Linked DNA regions of Mus musculus: all the other regions are linked to region 4. The links are chromatin contacts, called in public HiChIP or PLAC-seq maps. All regions are on one chromosome and are shown on one strand. Each heading gives the region's core, a stretch centred on a gene start, on an enhancer-like site or on the middle of the called end of the contact. The rest is flanking DNA. Distances are from core to core; before and after follow the strand shown. Region 1 overlaps Iqce (IQ motif containing E). Region 2 overlaps Card11 (caspase recruitment domain family, member 11). Region 3 has its middle 12 kb from the start of Gm38729. Region 4 overlaps Foxk1 (forkhead box K1). Region 5 holds the start of Amz1 (archaelysin family metallopeptidase 1).

Region 1 (2,700 bases), core at 140-2,639, 1.8 Mb after region 4:
AGGAGTATCCAGGCTCCATGTAACTTAGGCCTGCTGCCCAAGTGTCCCCTCCAGAGTGCCTGTTAGACTGGCTGCTGGTGGTCTCCATAGGTCACTGGAGATGGAACTTCCTGGTCCCATAGAACTGAGATTTGTCTCAAGGAAAACCTAATAAGGTTCTTTCTTGGAGTAGACCAGTGGGGACCCCCAAGAGGTTTGCTTTTGGGGACCATTTAGTTCCTGGCACCCTTCTCTACAAAACACTTGCCTGATAGGACGTTCAGGAAGTGAGCTGGGCTTGCCAGTTAGAGACCAGGAAGAGGGAGGGCCCAGCTTTGTCTACCTGCTCCTGGAAGGTTTAAGCACCCCTAATACTCTGATGGGACCAGGGACAGCTGCCTCCCATTTTTCTCCACCAGGGGGCAAAACACAACGCAGCCATGGCCTGGAGGCTGCCTGCCAAGGTAGTTTCTCAGTGAACTGGTGGTAACTTTACTCACATAGCAGCCGCCTGGAGCCCTCTGTAGATCTGCTTCCTTGTCAGAACTTGGCTGTGTTCCCTGTGATTGCTGCCACCCCTTAAAGCCTCAGACACCACCCACTAAGACACAAGACGGCGGCTACAGGTGGCCCTCATGTGCCTGTACCTTTCCCGGGGCCAGGAGTGTCCATGTGCCACTGCTCTGTCCCCTCCCTTATTTAACTGCAGCCATCTGTGCATTGAGTGTTCCGAGTGAGCAAACAGTCAGGGTGGGGTGTTTTCACCCCCTTCACCTGGGGGGGGGTGCTCCACCTCAGGAAGGGGTTATGCAAGATGGCACTCTAGCTGCAGGGCCAACCTGTGCACCCAGCCTGGCCAGTGGGCAATGAGGTCTGATCAGCCCCCGCACTTGGGTTTTCTAAGAACCTGCCTCTGAAACACAGGAAAGCTGTAGCCTTCCCATCCTTTGGTGTAGCAGCTCATCTATTAAAGGCAAAGCCTGTCTTGAAGCTGCCCCAGTAAATGAGGGTGAAGCCTGAAGCCTCTGCCTTTGGCAGGTGTCCGTCCTGTGTTCTGTGCTCTCCACCCACGCGCCATTGCCAGAGCAGACTGCCCCTGGCTGTCTGCATCAGAGAAAGTGCCCGGGGGAGGGGGGCGTGGTAGCCTATCTGGGGTGCAGGGGCAGTACAGTGAGCTCCCGCTGACTTCTCCAGGAGCCGATGTGGGAACTGGAAGTCCTGCCGGCCTGAACGGCACCTGATCTGTAAGACAAGAGTCCTTGTGCTTGGCTTGGTTGTGTAGGCACAAGTTCTCCAAGCCTGACTGGCCAGCCAGGGCCATTGGCAAAACAAAAACTACTGAGGGGTGAGGTATATGCCAATTGCCAGGGACTGTGGTAGGGTGGGGGGTGGGTCGAGGAAAGAGGAAGAAGAGTAGAGGCTGTGGGTTGGGCCAAGCCCTCTGGGAGTGTGCTGGTCTTGGACGCAGCCAGCTGTGGACTGGCAGTGGGGCCTTAAGAAGCAGCAAACTTCATCCCTGGGGGTGAGTAGGAGTGGAGACCTTTGTAAGGACCTCTGACCTCAGCATTCAGAACCAAAGGAGGCCCAGGTATGTGCAGAGCTGGGTCAGTGACGTCACTGTGCCCTGATTTCCACAGCAACAGCTCCACATCACCTTGTGCTTAAAGAGCAGGAGTGAGCCTTCTGTGTAGGCTGGTAGGTAGCTCATCTCTAAAAGAGCCCGTGCTCGCTTTGTGACCCCGCCCGATGGGTGGCTGTCAGTCTGCTGACCGAGGCCTCACTCACTGCTGTAGCTGACCTGTGCGCAGAGCTGAAAAAGTGAAAGGCTACGCACACCGCTCACGTTTACACACGCGCTTGCCTGAGGCTCTGAGCCTCTCTGGAGAGTGCACAGGAAGCCAGCAGGGACCTCAAAAGCCAGGAACAGACTGGAGCCATCCTCCTTGAAGATGCTGCCCCTATGAAAAAAAAAAGCAAGATCTGGGAAACTCTGCTCCCCTCTGCTCCCCTTGTTTCACCTCCACCCACCAGATGCAGCTGAGGAGGAAGCACAGAGAGGAGGCTGATACAAACCAGGCTTCCCAAAACTAGCAAAACAGACATCAGTGAGCTGCGTGTGGGTGGGAGCAAACCTGCGGAGATCGGAATCAGACTCTGTAGTGAGCTTTTTTTATATGGCGCCGGGGATGGGGCCCAGGTCCTTCTTTTGTTACTCTACCACTGAGCCACACCTCCAACCCCAAAGGTGCAGTCTTAATGCAGTATGACCGCATGGTCATGCCACATTCAGAGGGGCTTGAAGCCACCAAGACCACAGTCCCTGTAGGCCGCCTGATGGGTAACCAGAACTAATTTCCCAGGGCCCTGTGCCTGGCGTTTGTGTAAAACCCCACAGCACATGGGAGCTTTTTGTAGGTCCACTCATTTCAGTTTCAAGGAGCGACTGTGCCTGAATGACCCTGACTGCAGGTGCCGGCTGGATTCTGTCTGATAAATGTCTATTTTTGTCTCCCGAGGAGGGGAGAGAGGACTGTGCCTTCAGTCTCACAGAGACAGAGCCCTCTCTGTGAAGAGACCAATCATTAGAAAAAGAGGGAAGATTGGAGCAGAACAGATGTCTTTAAACCTATAAATACCTTCCCGGGAAAGCACTCTCAACTTTGAGATCTAAATAAAAATTCCAGTATATCCTGGTCAAACTAATTGCAAATTCCTCCTTGG
Region 2 (2,700 bases), core at 90-2,589, 1.5 Mb after region 4:
TTGAGAGATCCTGCCTCAATGAATAAGGTGGGAGAGAAATTTAAAGTGATTCCCAAACTTCAACCTCAGACCTCCACACACAAGTGCACATGAAAAAAAGAGAGAGCAAAAGAACACAAGAGAGAAAGAAAGAACAAAGGAAGGGAAGAAGGAAGGAAGGAAGGAAGGAAGGAAGGAAGGAAGGAAGGAGAGATAGAGAGAGAGAGAGAGAGAAAGAAAGAAAGAAAGAAAGAAAGAAAGAAAGAAAGAAAGAAAGAAAGGAAGGAAGGAAGGAAGGAAGGAAGGAAGGAAGGAAGGAAGGAAGAAAGAGAGAGAGAGAAAGCCAGCAGGGCTTAGAGGCACATTTGAAATAAACACACAGTACATCCGTGCCATACAAAGTCACAGTGTTGTGTAGAGGGTTTTAGTGTCACCTCCAGGTAGAACCCACCCTGAAGCTCACTGTAAACCATCAGATCTGGCTCACTGGGTAGACACACTGACGTTCCAGACAGAAAGGTAAAAAGACTGAGAGACAGGAAGAGCATGTGCCACAGCCCTGAGCCCAGTCAGGCTGATGGGCAGCTTCGGAGTGGACTGCCAACAGACTTCTTTCGTTATTTAGGGTCTTATCACTGGCACACGCGTGAAAGGCTACTTGCTGTCATTCAGCGTCATGTCAGGAAGTCAGAAGTAGTCCCTACGCATGGGGTCCCAAGTTCACTCACCTCCAGTAAAGTATATGATCTTCTGTTTACTGATTCTCTCTCTCTCTCTCTCTCTCTCTCTCTCTCTCTCTCTCTCTCTCTCTCTCTCTCCCCCTCCCTCCTTTTCTCTGTCTCTTATCGCTATGTAGCTCTGGTTGGCCTTGAACTCACAATGTAGACTAGGCTGGCCTTGAACTCACAGAGATCCACCTGCCTCTGTCTCCCCATGCTGGAATAAAAGGCATGTGCCACCATGCCCAGTGATCTAATATTCCAATAAAGAAAATAAGAAAGGACCTAAACGTTTTCCCAACAATGACATTTAAAGACACTTTTACAGTATACGTAGGTCATTAAAGGGAAGAAGAGGGTGTCTCTGCCTTGAGAAAGAAGGAAAATGGGAGTATCAGTAGCTCAACACCTCTCACTGTGCTCGGATGGGTGGAAAGAGTGAATCAAAGTTTTGTTTTGTTTTGTTTTGTTTTGCTTTGTTTTGAAGTTTCAAGATCACCAGTGGCTTCAAAGCCGGTGAGCAGGTCTCCGGGAAATTACTCAAATTCTGTTCAAGTGTCTCGTGGTCTCGGTAGCTCTCCACAGCTCTCTGCAGGAGGGATGTGTGTAATCTGAGTTAGCTATGGCCTTCCTTGGCTGGCTAGCCCTGTCACCCACACAGCCCCACCCCACCCCCCGCCACCCCATCCCAGCCCCCACGGCCTCCCTTCTCTGTGTTTCCTTTCTTCGTTTCTCTTTCCCTCTCCCACCCCTGCACCTGTTTGTGCTAAATAAAACTGAGTTCTTGTTCCCCTTTCTCTTAAAAGCCCTAGTTGCCGTCTGGCCCACTCCCCAGTGCAACATCCCCCTCTACACACACACTTGAGAGTGTGTACACATGCACACATACAGACATGCACACGCACGCACGCGCACGCACGCGCTGTGTTTTATTCTCCCATCTGACTTAACTTTGCCCTGCCCCCAGCATCCCACTAAAGTCCCTCCCACAATTCCAGGTTCTCCACCTTCCCTTCCTCCAGGGACCCTCAGGTTTGACAAGCTATAGGGCTTTCTCCTGGGCACAAATCCCAGCATTCAATTCCCTTACTCACAGCATCCTCTCTCTCATTCTCTGTGTCTTGAACCAAAAACAGATACTTGTGGCCAGGTTGTCTTGGGGACGGAGTCCACTAGAAATTGTACCTGGTACCTGCTCCCACAAGCTCTGAAAATTGTAGCTGCCTTTATTTTCGTTTATAGAGGTGACATTTATAAAGCCTAAAACCCACCATCTCCTTTTATCCATTTTTGTCTTTCTGTGTGCACATTTATCAGAGAGCAAAAAAAAGGGGAGTATCCGGTCCCCTGGAACGTAGGTTACAGTTGGTTGTGAGCCACTCAATATGGGTACTGGGTCTTCTGCAAAGGTAAGATCCATCCACTCATAACCTCCGAGCCACCTCTTCAGCCTCTCACCTTGTTTGTGTGTGTGTGTGTGTGTGTGTGTGTGTGTGCGTGGGGGGGGGATGTTTAGGAGAGCCTTTCACTGTCCTGCATCAAGCTAGGCTACACACAAACACAATCATGTCCGTGGACTTTACTAACTGAGCCATCTCCCCCAACCCAACATTTACCACTGTTGTTAAACTTGAACATTTTTGTAGCATTTCACACATTGACAAAATGTTGCAGCCATCATTTCTACCTAGTTACAAAATATCCTGAGTGTGTTGGGGGTGGGGTTCACTTATATGTTTGTGATTACGTGTGTATGTGTGTGTGTGTGTGTGTGTGTGTGTGTGTGTGTGTGTGTGTGCACATGTGCGTACATGTGGAGGTCATAAGTCCACCTCAGGTGTCTTCTCCAGTTGCTCTAAACTGTATTGTTTATTCATTCATTCATTCATTTATGAGAGAGGGCGGGGAGTGTAACGCTGTGTATATGGAAGTCAGAGAACAACTTCCTGGAGTTCACTTGATCCTGCTGCTTTCTGAATCCTAGGGACCAAGTTCAAGTTGT
Region 3 (2,700 bases), core at 104-2,603, 1.4 Mb after region 4:
CCCAAGCAGGCACTCCAACACTGAACCACACCCCAGCCCTTCACTGGGGAATTCTAGGCAGGGGCTCTACTGCTGAGCCACACTCAAGCTCCCCTGCCCCTCACTGGGGGATTCTAGGCAGGGGTTCTACCTCTGAGCCACGCCCCCAGCCCCTCTCTGAGTCCCTGGGCAAATGCTCTACTGGTGAGCGTTGTAGTGGAGACTCCAAAGATGAGACAACATGAACTAGCCAGACAACAAAGTGAGTTCAGAGGCAAAAGTAGAAAATCAAGATATTCAACCACATGTCACAGAACAGTGAAGATTCTGGAAGCTCTTCGAAACCAGAGGAGACAAGAAGTAGCATTCAGTTCCCGTTCTGTTTTGGTGATAAGACACTCTGACCAAACCAACTTAAGGCATCAAAGGTTTATTTGGCTTATTCTTCTAGGTCATAGTCCATCACTTAGAGAAGTCAGGGCAGGAACTCCAGCCAATCATGAAGGATACTGCTTGCTGGCTTCCTTGGGCTCATGTTTAACTAGCTTTCGTATATACCCCAAAACCACATACTTAAAAATGGTGCCACTTAGTGTAGGTTGGGCCCTCCTACATCGATTAACAACCAAGACGATTCCCCACAGATCTGTCCTCAGGCCAAATCTGATCTGGGAAATCCATCAGTGGAGATTCAGCTAGTGGTCTCTACTCTTACGCAGTTTAGGGCTCAAAACTAGGGGATGGTGCCGTCCACGGTGGGCTGGGTCTTTTCACATCAATTAACATAATCAAGACAATCTCCCACAGACATATTCAGAGGCCAACCTAATCTGGACAACACTTCATTGAGGCTCCCTCCCCAGGTGACTCTAAGTTGTATTCAGTTGAAAATTAAAGCCAACCACCACATACTGTATGTAACCCAGTAAACCATCTAGTATAGAAGAAAAACGAGTGCTTTGGTAAGCATCAAATGCTGGCATCTACCCTTTCAATGACTGCGGTGTGATTCTCTCTGGAGCAGAGGATTTTGTTCCTGGACTGCCACAAGTTCACACAAAGTGAAGCAAAGTCTCTCAGTGTTCTGAGAGCCAGAAGTCTGAGATAAAAGTATTGTCAGGGTAAATTCCCTGATCCTATGGGGCAGCCGGCTTCATGACACTCTATGAACAGAAAATTCTTGGGACTGGTTCTGAGATGTGCAAATGTGTATGTATGTGTGGCTTCTGCCTCTCACCTGTGTTTCTCTGCATTGGGCTCTTTTAAGCAAGCCCATCATTTTCTCCCCTTTTAGCTGTGACAGGACACCTGATGAGGTGGTGTGAGGAAGGAAGAGTCTGTCTTAGCTTACGGTTCCTCTTGGTTGCAGATGCGTGAAGCTGCTGGTTACATTGCAACCACAACCAGAAAACAAAGAACAGCAGGCTTTCTCCTCTTTATTCAGTCTGGAATGGCAGCCAGAAGTGTGAAGCTGCTCATGGTGAGGGTGTGCCTTCCTTCCACAGTTTTCTCAGTCTAAATTTCCCTAAGTGACCTCCCCAGAGGCCTGTCTCCTGGGTGACTCCAGTTCCTATCAAGCTGATGATCGATGCTGAGCATCACTGGGCATGGTGGTGCACACCTCTAATCTGAGCATCTCTGGGCATGGTGATGCACACCTCTAATCTGAGCATCTCTGGGCATGGTGATGCACACCTCTAATCCCAGCACTCAGGAGGAAGTAGTAAGCAGATCTGTGAGATCAAGACAAACCTGGTCTAGACAGATAGAGATACCCTGACTCAAAACAGCAATTAACCATCATACTTATATTTGGATTTATGGTAGTGGTGTTTTATAAACAAAAACCCCAGTCATTTGATTTTATCAATAAAGATCCAGGAGCCAGACACTGTGGTGAATGCCCGATAGCCCAGAAAGGCAAAGGAAGCACCCGACATCCCAGAAGGAAAAGGCTCCTCCTCCTGCTCCACACTGTCTTAAATATCTTTGCTTTCAAAGACCTTCCTCTCTGCTCACTACGTTCACTCCCCATCAGCATGTTTGCTTGCTCTGCCTCTCGACCTATGGTTGACTTTAGCTCTTAGATTAAAGGTGTGTGCTAGGGCTGAGCCACACCACAACAAGATTTTTTTTTCAGTAACTAATGCAATCTTGTTTTTCATCATGTGATCAAATATCCTGCAACATGGTGGGTCCTACCCTAAATCTAAGATCATGTTATCTCAAGACCTTCACCCTAGTAGCAACTACAAACACCCTATTTTCTGGCGAATTTACTGTAGTAGTTGCTTCTGCGCCACTGTGACAAAATACCTGCTGGAAACAACTTAAAGGGGCCTTTTATTTTACCTCAGGGCTTCTGAGGGATTTCAGCTCATCATGGCAGGCAGGCATGGCGGCAGTGTGTGTGAGAAGGAGCTGCTGTTCATATCACAGTGAACCAGGAAAGACAGAGAACTCTTCAGGACCAAGGGTGATTGTAACTTCCAAAAGTCCAACCCAAACTATATCTGCCACTCAGGGTTACAAGCCTTCAGAACAGCGCCACCTGCTGGGGACCAAGAGGCCAGCGTGAAAGCTGCTGAGCTGGTCAGATTCAAACCCTAACCTTTTCTGAGATTCCGGTGAATATGAACTTGGGAAAGGACTCTATTTGGGTGTCTACAGATTTCTTCACTCCCTTTTTATCATATGTGCATATGTGTGCATATTCCTATG
Region 4 (2,700 bases), core at 64-2,563:
GTCTTTGGCACGCCTGAATTTGACCCTCCCCGCCCTCTCCCAGTACTGATGCATGCCAGGTTAAGTGATCTACCATGGGGCTTCATCCCCAGCCCACAGTGCAGACTGGGTAATCCAGCCACCCACCAGATACACTGGGCAGGGAGTCACACACAGGGGAGGAGCTATGCAGCGCTGCACTTGATTGAAGACTTGTAACTTGCTCATTTTCTGCAGTTTTCCACTTGGTATTTTTGGACTGTGCATAACTGAAACCACAAGCAAGTGAAACTAAGGCTGGGAGTGGGTTGGGGTGGGGAGGGGAGGGGCGGGGCTCGGTGGGGTGCTAGACTTCTGATGCAGACTGGGGTGCTCTCCAAACGCAAATCTCCGAGAGCACAGGAGACTGAGCTAGCCCTAGCCCGCAGTAAAGTAGAACTGTACTACAGCTCCATGACTAAGGGGGCCAGTTCTCTGATGCCGACTTCCCTTCATTCACATCACCACTGCTAACCTTTGCTACACGTGTACATGCAGGGGGCGGGCACGGCACTGCACAGCCTGGGTGTGGAAGACGGCAACTTTAGGGACTCAGCTCTCCCCTCCACCATGCGGCTTCGGGACTGAGCTCAGGTCTTCAGGCTCGGGAGGGAGCACCTTCCTTTACTCACTGAGCCATCCCACCAGCCTTTCCATCTTAATTTTGGGACAGGGTCTGTAACAGAAGCGAACCCTGAGTTCCCAGTTTCAGCCAGACAGGCTGGCCTCAGATCTGCAATCTTCCTGCCTCAGCGCCCTGGGTGCAGGGATTCCTGGTAAATGCCTGGTGCTGGGACCCACAGGCTACTTTCATGGCTGCTATGGCAGTCTGCTGAAGTGTAGTCCCACGGAGCCTGCTTTAGCCTCAGTAGCCTCAGCAAATGATTAACCAGCTCCCTGTTTTCCTAAATCACTTGCTCTTCACAGAAAGAAAGGTCAAAACACTGCCGAAGCTGCAGTTTCTTTCAAAGAGCTCATTCATCTGCTGGGCGGAGCCCTGCAGGCAGGGACAGCCCCCCCAAAAAAACCCAACATACACACAACTCAAAACCACAGCGGAACAACCCGCCCTGGGAAATAAGGAGCCACCCAACAAACTGAAGCCAGCCTGGTGGGGGGGGGGTGGGGGGGGGGTGGAGTGAGGCAAAGGTACCGAACCCTGGGATCCGCTCCATGGAGGGAGGAGCCACAGCTGGGAGGTCCCCAAGCCTTCGGTGCCCAGGTCGGCCAATAGGGACCCGCTAGCAAAGCTCACCAAATTAGGCAAGCAGACTGAGCAGGGCGGGGCCCACTGCTGCGGGCTGGGAAGTCAAACCCTTTCCCCAAGCCTGCCCCACCCTGGCTCCCGCTGCCTGGGAGAGGAAGGGCAGGGCGTGTTTGTAAACACGTGGGCTCCACCCCTACACAGAAACTCAAACTGAGAAAGTCTTGGCAGGCGAACCTCCAGCGGCCGGCCGCTGAGCTTTACAAAAGCTCAATGGAATTCCTCAGTGTGGAGATAAACGGATGTCAACAGAGATCTTTTGTTGTGACACTTAAAGGCCCAGGGAGTCCAGAGCAAGTCCCAAGCCACTGTCAACAGCGACTGCGGACAGAGTGACCACGCACCCGTGGGAACTCAGGAGGAGCCAAGGGCCTGCCCCCTCCCAGCAGTACCAGGAATGTGGCAGACACAAAGTCGGGACTCCAAGGGAGCACTGGGGACACCAAAGCACCAACTGCTGGGCGGGGGTTCGGGGAGAGGGGGAGGTCTTTACAGCCACTGTGCCACCTGACCAAAAGCCACTCTACACCCGACCTATGATCACTCAGTGTCTTAGCCAGCTGGCTGCTGTTTTGTTTTTGAGACAGGGTCTCATGTAGCTGGGGTATTACACACGGCTTTTGATCCTCCAGCCTCCACCTGCCCAGAGCTGGGGCTGCCATGGGCCACTGCGTCTGCTGTTATCAGTGCTCAGGATCTTGCAGGCTTTCTTGGCAAGCAGCGCTCCACCAACCAGCCCCACTCCCAGCACGCACCACTTTTTCTTTGTATTGTCAATGAGAAACGTTGAAGCCAGGCATGCTTGTGCCTTTAGCCCCAGCTCTGGGGAGGCAGACGCACACAGGATAATTGAGGCCAGCCTATGTAGTGAATTCCAGAGTTACAAAGTGAGATCCTGTCTCAAAAACAAACAAACAACACAAAAAACTACACTATTCAATCCCACAATCACGTACCCTACCTAGTACTGGATATTGAACCAAGAGCCTTTGTTTGTTTGTTTGTTTGTTTGGAGATGAGGCCTCACTATATAGTCCTGGTGTTTCTATAACAAATAACGTAGCCGGCTGGCCTTGATGTGACCCTCTGGCCTCAGCTCCCAAGTGCTGGGATTTCAGGTGTGTGCCACCATGCCATGCCGGGCTAACCTAGGGCCCCTTTCAGGCCCCTAAAGTGTCTACCCCTGAACTCATCCAGGTCCTCTTCTTATTACAGGATGACAGGGTACCACTTGTTGCCCAGGCTCATTTTGGTCCTACTCAGTAGCCCAGGCTGGCCCTGAACATGCTTTTAGGGCTGCCCCACCTGTTTCTCATGTGAGTGTCGTGTGCTTGCTCAAAGCCACATGATTTCCCATGTAAATAACAGAAAGGCTACAACTTTCTTAACTGTTGGGAAGCCAGGAGCCCCAGCAATAG
Region 5 (2,700 bases), core at 34-2,533, 1.7 Mb after region 4:
GGCATCCAGGTAGCCCCCAGTGTGGGAAGACACCTGAGAGGGGGATCTGAGCAAGACCCCCAAATGGAGGTTTGTTCCTCGTGTCCACCACATGCCCAGTGACATCTGTCTCTGTCACCTTGGCAGTCCATGCACCCTAAGGGGGGGGGCAGGATGAGGCACAGGCATTCCCTTCAGGAGAGCATGGGCCTGGGAGCCAGGGAACAGCCCACCCTGGGGCTTCTGGTGGCTCTAGGCACCTGGAGGGTGGGGTCACCAAAGTATCTTCATCCCCCACATAGATAAAAGAGCTGGGGTGGGGGGCTACAAGGATAGAGAACAAGTAGCACATGGAGAGCATGGTACTGTCCTCAGATCCTGGGGACAAGACCCTGGGGACCCAAACTTCTCTTTATATGCTCTCACACTGCAGAAGTTGCATGCCTCCCAGACACTCCTCTACCCTACCCACAGGCTTGCACTCACTTTGAAACATCTGGTCAACCTCCATATATATATATATTTTTTTCTCCCGACTGCCCAGCACAGCTGGCTCCACCTGACCTCTCTCCGTTCAAGCCCAGTCCTCCTGCACAGCAAGATCCTCAGGTGTCCCTTAGTCTCACGAGAAAGCCCCATCTTGTCCCTGGAGCATCAAAGCTTCCTAGCCACCTGGCTCTGTCTGTCCCAGCCGTTTGTCCTCTCACCCCATGTGCCACCTCTGTGGGTGCCTTTTCTGGCACCCCCATTCTAGGAAGATGGCCTTTTAAAATTTGAGTGCAAGCCAACCTTATTCATCCCTACTGGCTGTCTCTCCTCTTTTCCAGTCTTTCTTCATCACTCCCAGACTCCAGGCTGTACCTAGATAACTGCTCTTCTCCCCTTCACCTGCCTGACTCCCAGTAGCTGCCGCCTCCCAGAAGCCCTCCAGTCATGCACTCCTTCTGACGGATAATTACCTGAGCCGTGGCTGTCTTTGGCTAGGAGGTCCACTTCGAGGGTGGGGACAGCAACTGCAGGGCACCTTGGTCTGGTCCTTCACCTAGTGACACCCAGCCTGTAGTGCACACATCCCCATCAGTCCTCTATTTCCCATCACTGTGCGCACCCAGCAGCCATCACACCCAGAGCGCATGCATACGGCCACAGTTCACCCTGTTGACACACATGCACATGTATGCACACACAAGAGCACACACTCCCAGACCACCTCTGACACACATCACACAAACACTTATGTGCCTACCCAAGCCCTCACTTACCGCACACATGCCACACACCGCCAGGCACGCTCGTGTCACTTCAACGGGTGCCGCCAGGAGCTGGGTAGTGTGAGCGGCTGCTGGCCGCCTCTGCCTGCCAGCCTTTGCCAAGCAGTTTCCATGGCGACACATCTTGGCTCTGACAGGAACTGATGTGTGTGGGGAAGAGGGTCCCACAGAGGGGGCGAGATGGGAGGTCTCTGTGTCCTCCGCCTCTGGCACAAACAGGGGAGTGTCCCACGAGTGGCCTAGGCTTACACCTCATGAAGGGGGTTCTAGGCTGCCTGGCACAGGAGCAGACTTAGGTCATTCAGTCATTCAACAAACCTCCTGGCATAATCACTCCGTGCTGATGATGGCTGGGGCTACAGTGTTGTCTATAATGTAGGTTTACGGAGGATGAGGTCTGGGGCTGACTCAGTTTCCCCAAATCCCCTCAGAAGGCCCTGTCCTAGGGAGGTCAGCTAACAGTCTTCTGAGAATCAAGGCCCTCCATCCATCTTCTTTGAGACTTGAGACCAGGAGGGGATGCTGGGTACCCCTTAGACGACCACTCGCTCAGCACCCTGCTCATCTCCTCTCCCTGACTCCACGCATCCTGCACTGTTCCTTGCCTGGCTCCTATCAGAAGTCTTTTCTCACCCTTCTGCCCAGGCCTCTCTCCTGGCTCATTTTGGACAATAAAAGATGACAGATCTATGGTTCTGTCTGTAAAGTGATTTCCACATAGGCATGAGGACTCAAATCCAGACCTCGTAGCACCTACATAAAAGGCAGATGCAGGAGTACGCCCTTATAATTCCAGAGCCGGGGAAGCAGGGGCGGAGAAATCCCTGGGGCTTACAAGCCAGCCAACCTAGCCTGGGAGCTCCAGGTTCAGTTGAGAGCCTGTCTCAAAAGATAGTGTGGAGAAACAGGAGAGAGGCTGAGGGTCCACTGCTCCTCCAGAAGATCTAAATACACGTGGTGCACGCACACACATGGACACTGATTTATAAACTAAAGAGACGAACGGTTACACAGGGAGGAATATTTGCAGAATGAGGTTGGTCAGTGGGAAGCCCGGGGCAAGGTGGGAGGCAAAGTCACTGAACGTCACTGACTCTGGGGACTCTAGGCTGATGATGCTACATTGTAATGTGGATTGAATGGAGTCTAGCTTGTCCCCCTCCACCCCCCAAAGGCTAGGGTGCTGTAAGCTTGGTCCCCATGTGATCCCAGTACAGAGTCCAACAGAGCTCACTGATGGTCAGTCTAACCAACCCGGTGAAAACAGAGTTGAATGAGAAAGACCTTGTCTCAAAAGCCAAGGTGGGGAAGCTCGATCGGTGGTTAAGGGGACCGGCTGCTCTTCCCAACAACGTATCAGGAGGATCACAACCACCTGGGTCCCCCAGTTCCGTGGGATCCAGCACTGTCTTTTGGCTTCTGTGGGCACTCACCCAAAGGTGCAAGAGGA

What was found. HiChIP or PLAC-seq counts read pairs in DNA pulled down with a chosen protein or histone mark.
Region 1: a contact with region 4 is called in an H3K27ac HiChIP or PLAC-seq map of large pre-B cells, with 4 times the contacts expected there. The contact joins two enhancer-like sites. A contact is called at or near these places in 1 of 39 promoter capture datasets (hippocampal neurons) and 4 of 115 datasets of contacts at active chromatin or transcription factors (T-cell acute lymphoblastic leukemia, embryonic stem cells, large pre-B cells and 1 more).
Region 2: an H3K27ac HiChIP or PLAC-seq map of large pre-B cells shows a contact between it and region 4, with 8 times the contacts expected there. The contact joins two enhancer-like sites. A contact is called at or near these places in 4 of 39 promoter capture datasets (frontonasal cranial neural crest, hippocampal neurons, pre-B cells and 1 more), 1 of 484 Hi-C or Micro-C datasets (pro-B cells), 1 of 115 datasets of contacts at active chromatin or transcription factors (large pre-B cells) and 1 of 9 other capture datasets (embryonic stem cells).
Region 3: a contact with region 4 is called in an H3K27ac HiChIP or PLAC-seq map of large pre-B cells, with 9 times the contacts expected there. The contact joins two enhancer-like sites. A contact is called at or near these places in 1 of 15 datasets of contacts at CTCF or cohesin (large pre-B cells) and 3 of 115 datasets of contacts at active chromatin or transcription factors (T-cell acute lymphoblastic leukemia, bone marrow-derived dendritic cells and large pre-B cells).
Region 5: an H3K27ac HiChIP or PLAC-seq map of bone marrow-derived dendritic cells shows a contact between it and region 4, with 9 times the contacts expected there. The contact joins the promoter of Amz1 here to the enhancer-like site in region 4. A contact is called at or near these places in 11 of 39 promoter capture datasets (the 3T3-L1 cell line, 3T3-L1-derived adipocytes, the C10 cell line and 6 more), 5 of 115 datasets of contacts at active chromatin or transcription factors (bone marrow-derived dendritic cells, embryonic stem cells, epiblast stem cells and 2 more) and 1 of 9 other capture datasets (embryonic stem cells).

The regions. Positions count from the first base shown.
Region 1 is chr5:140,661,805-140,664,504 of GRCm38.p6, reverse strand. Iqce (IQ motif containing E) reads left to right here. Exons shown (of 23, transcript NM_028833.3): 23 at 1-1,000. Among named protein-coding and RNA genes, the nearest start is that of Ttyh3, 14 kb to the right of the region's middle. Within about 2 kb of position 1,389, at least 107 of the 459 cell types and tissues checked have an H3K27ac peak or open chromatin away from gene starts, as enhancers often do.
Region 2 is chr5:140,943,395-140,946,094 of GRCm38.p6, reverse strand. The region is part of intron 1 of Card11 (caspase recruitment domain family, member 11); the gene reads left to right. Among named protein-coding and RNA genes, the nearest start is that of Card11, 56 kb to the left of the region's middle. Within about 2 kb of position 1,339, at least 35 of the 459 cell types and tissues checked have an H3K27ac peak or open chromatin away from gene starts, as enhancers often do. A contact at or near this core is called in pro-B cells, where this site is marked.
Region 3 is chr5:141,024,459-141,027,158 of GRCm38.p6, reverse strand. No RefSeq gene overlaps it. Among named protein-coding and RNA genes, the nearest start is that of Gm38729, 12 kb to the right of the region's middle. Within about 2 kb of position 1,353, at least 16 of the 459 cell types and tissues checked have an H3K27ac peak or open chromatin away from gene starts, as enhancers often do.
Region 4 is chr5:142,439,259-142,441,958 of GRCm38.p6, reverse strand. All of the region lies in intron 2 of Foxk1 (forkhead box K1), which reads right to left. Among named protein-coding and RNA genes, the nearest start is that of Ap5z1, 23 kb to the left of the region's middle. Within about 2 kb of position 1,313, at least 384 of the 459 cell types and tissues checked have an H3K27ac peak or open chromatin away from gene starts, as enhancers often do. A contact at or near this core is called in bone marrow-derived dendritic cells, embryonic stem cells, epiblast stem cells and 5 more, where this site is marked.
Region 5 is chr5:140,722,710-140,725,409 of GRCm38.p6, reverse strand. It overlaps Amz1 (archaelysin family metallopeptidase 1), which reads right to left and starts at 1,283. Exons shown (of 8, transcript NM_173405.2): 1 at 1,242-1,283; 2 at 939-1,036.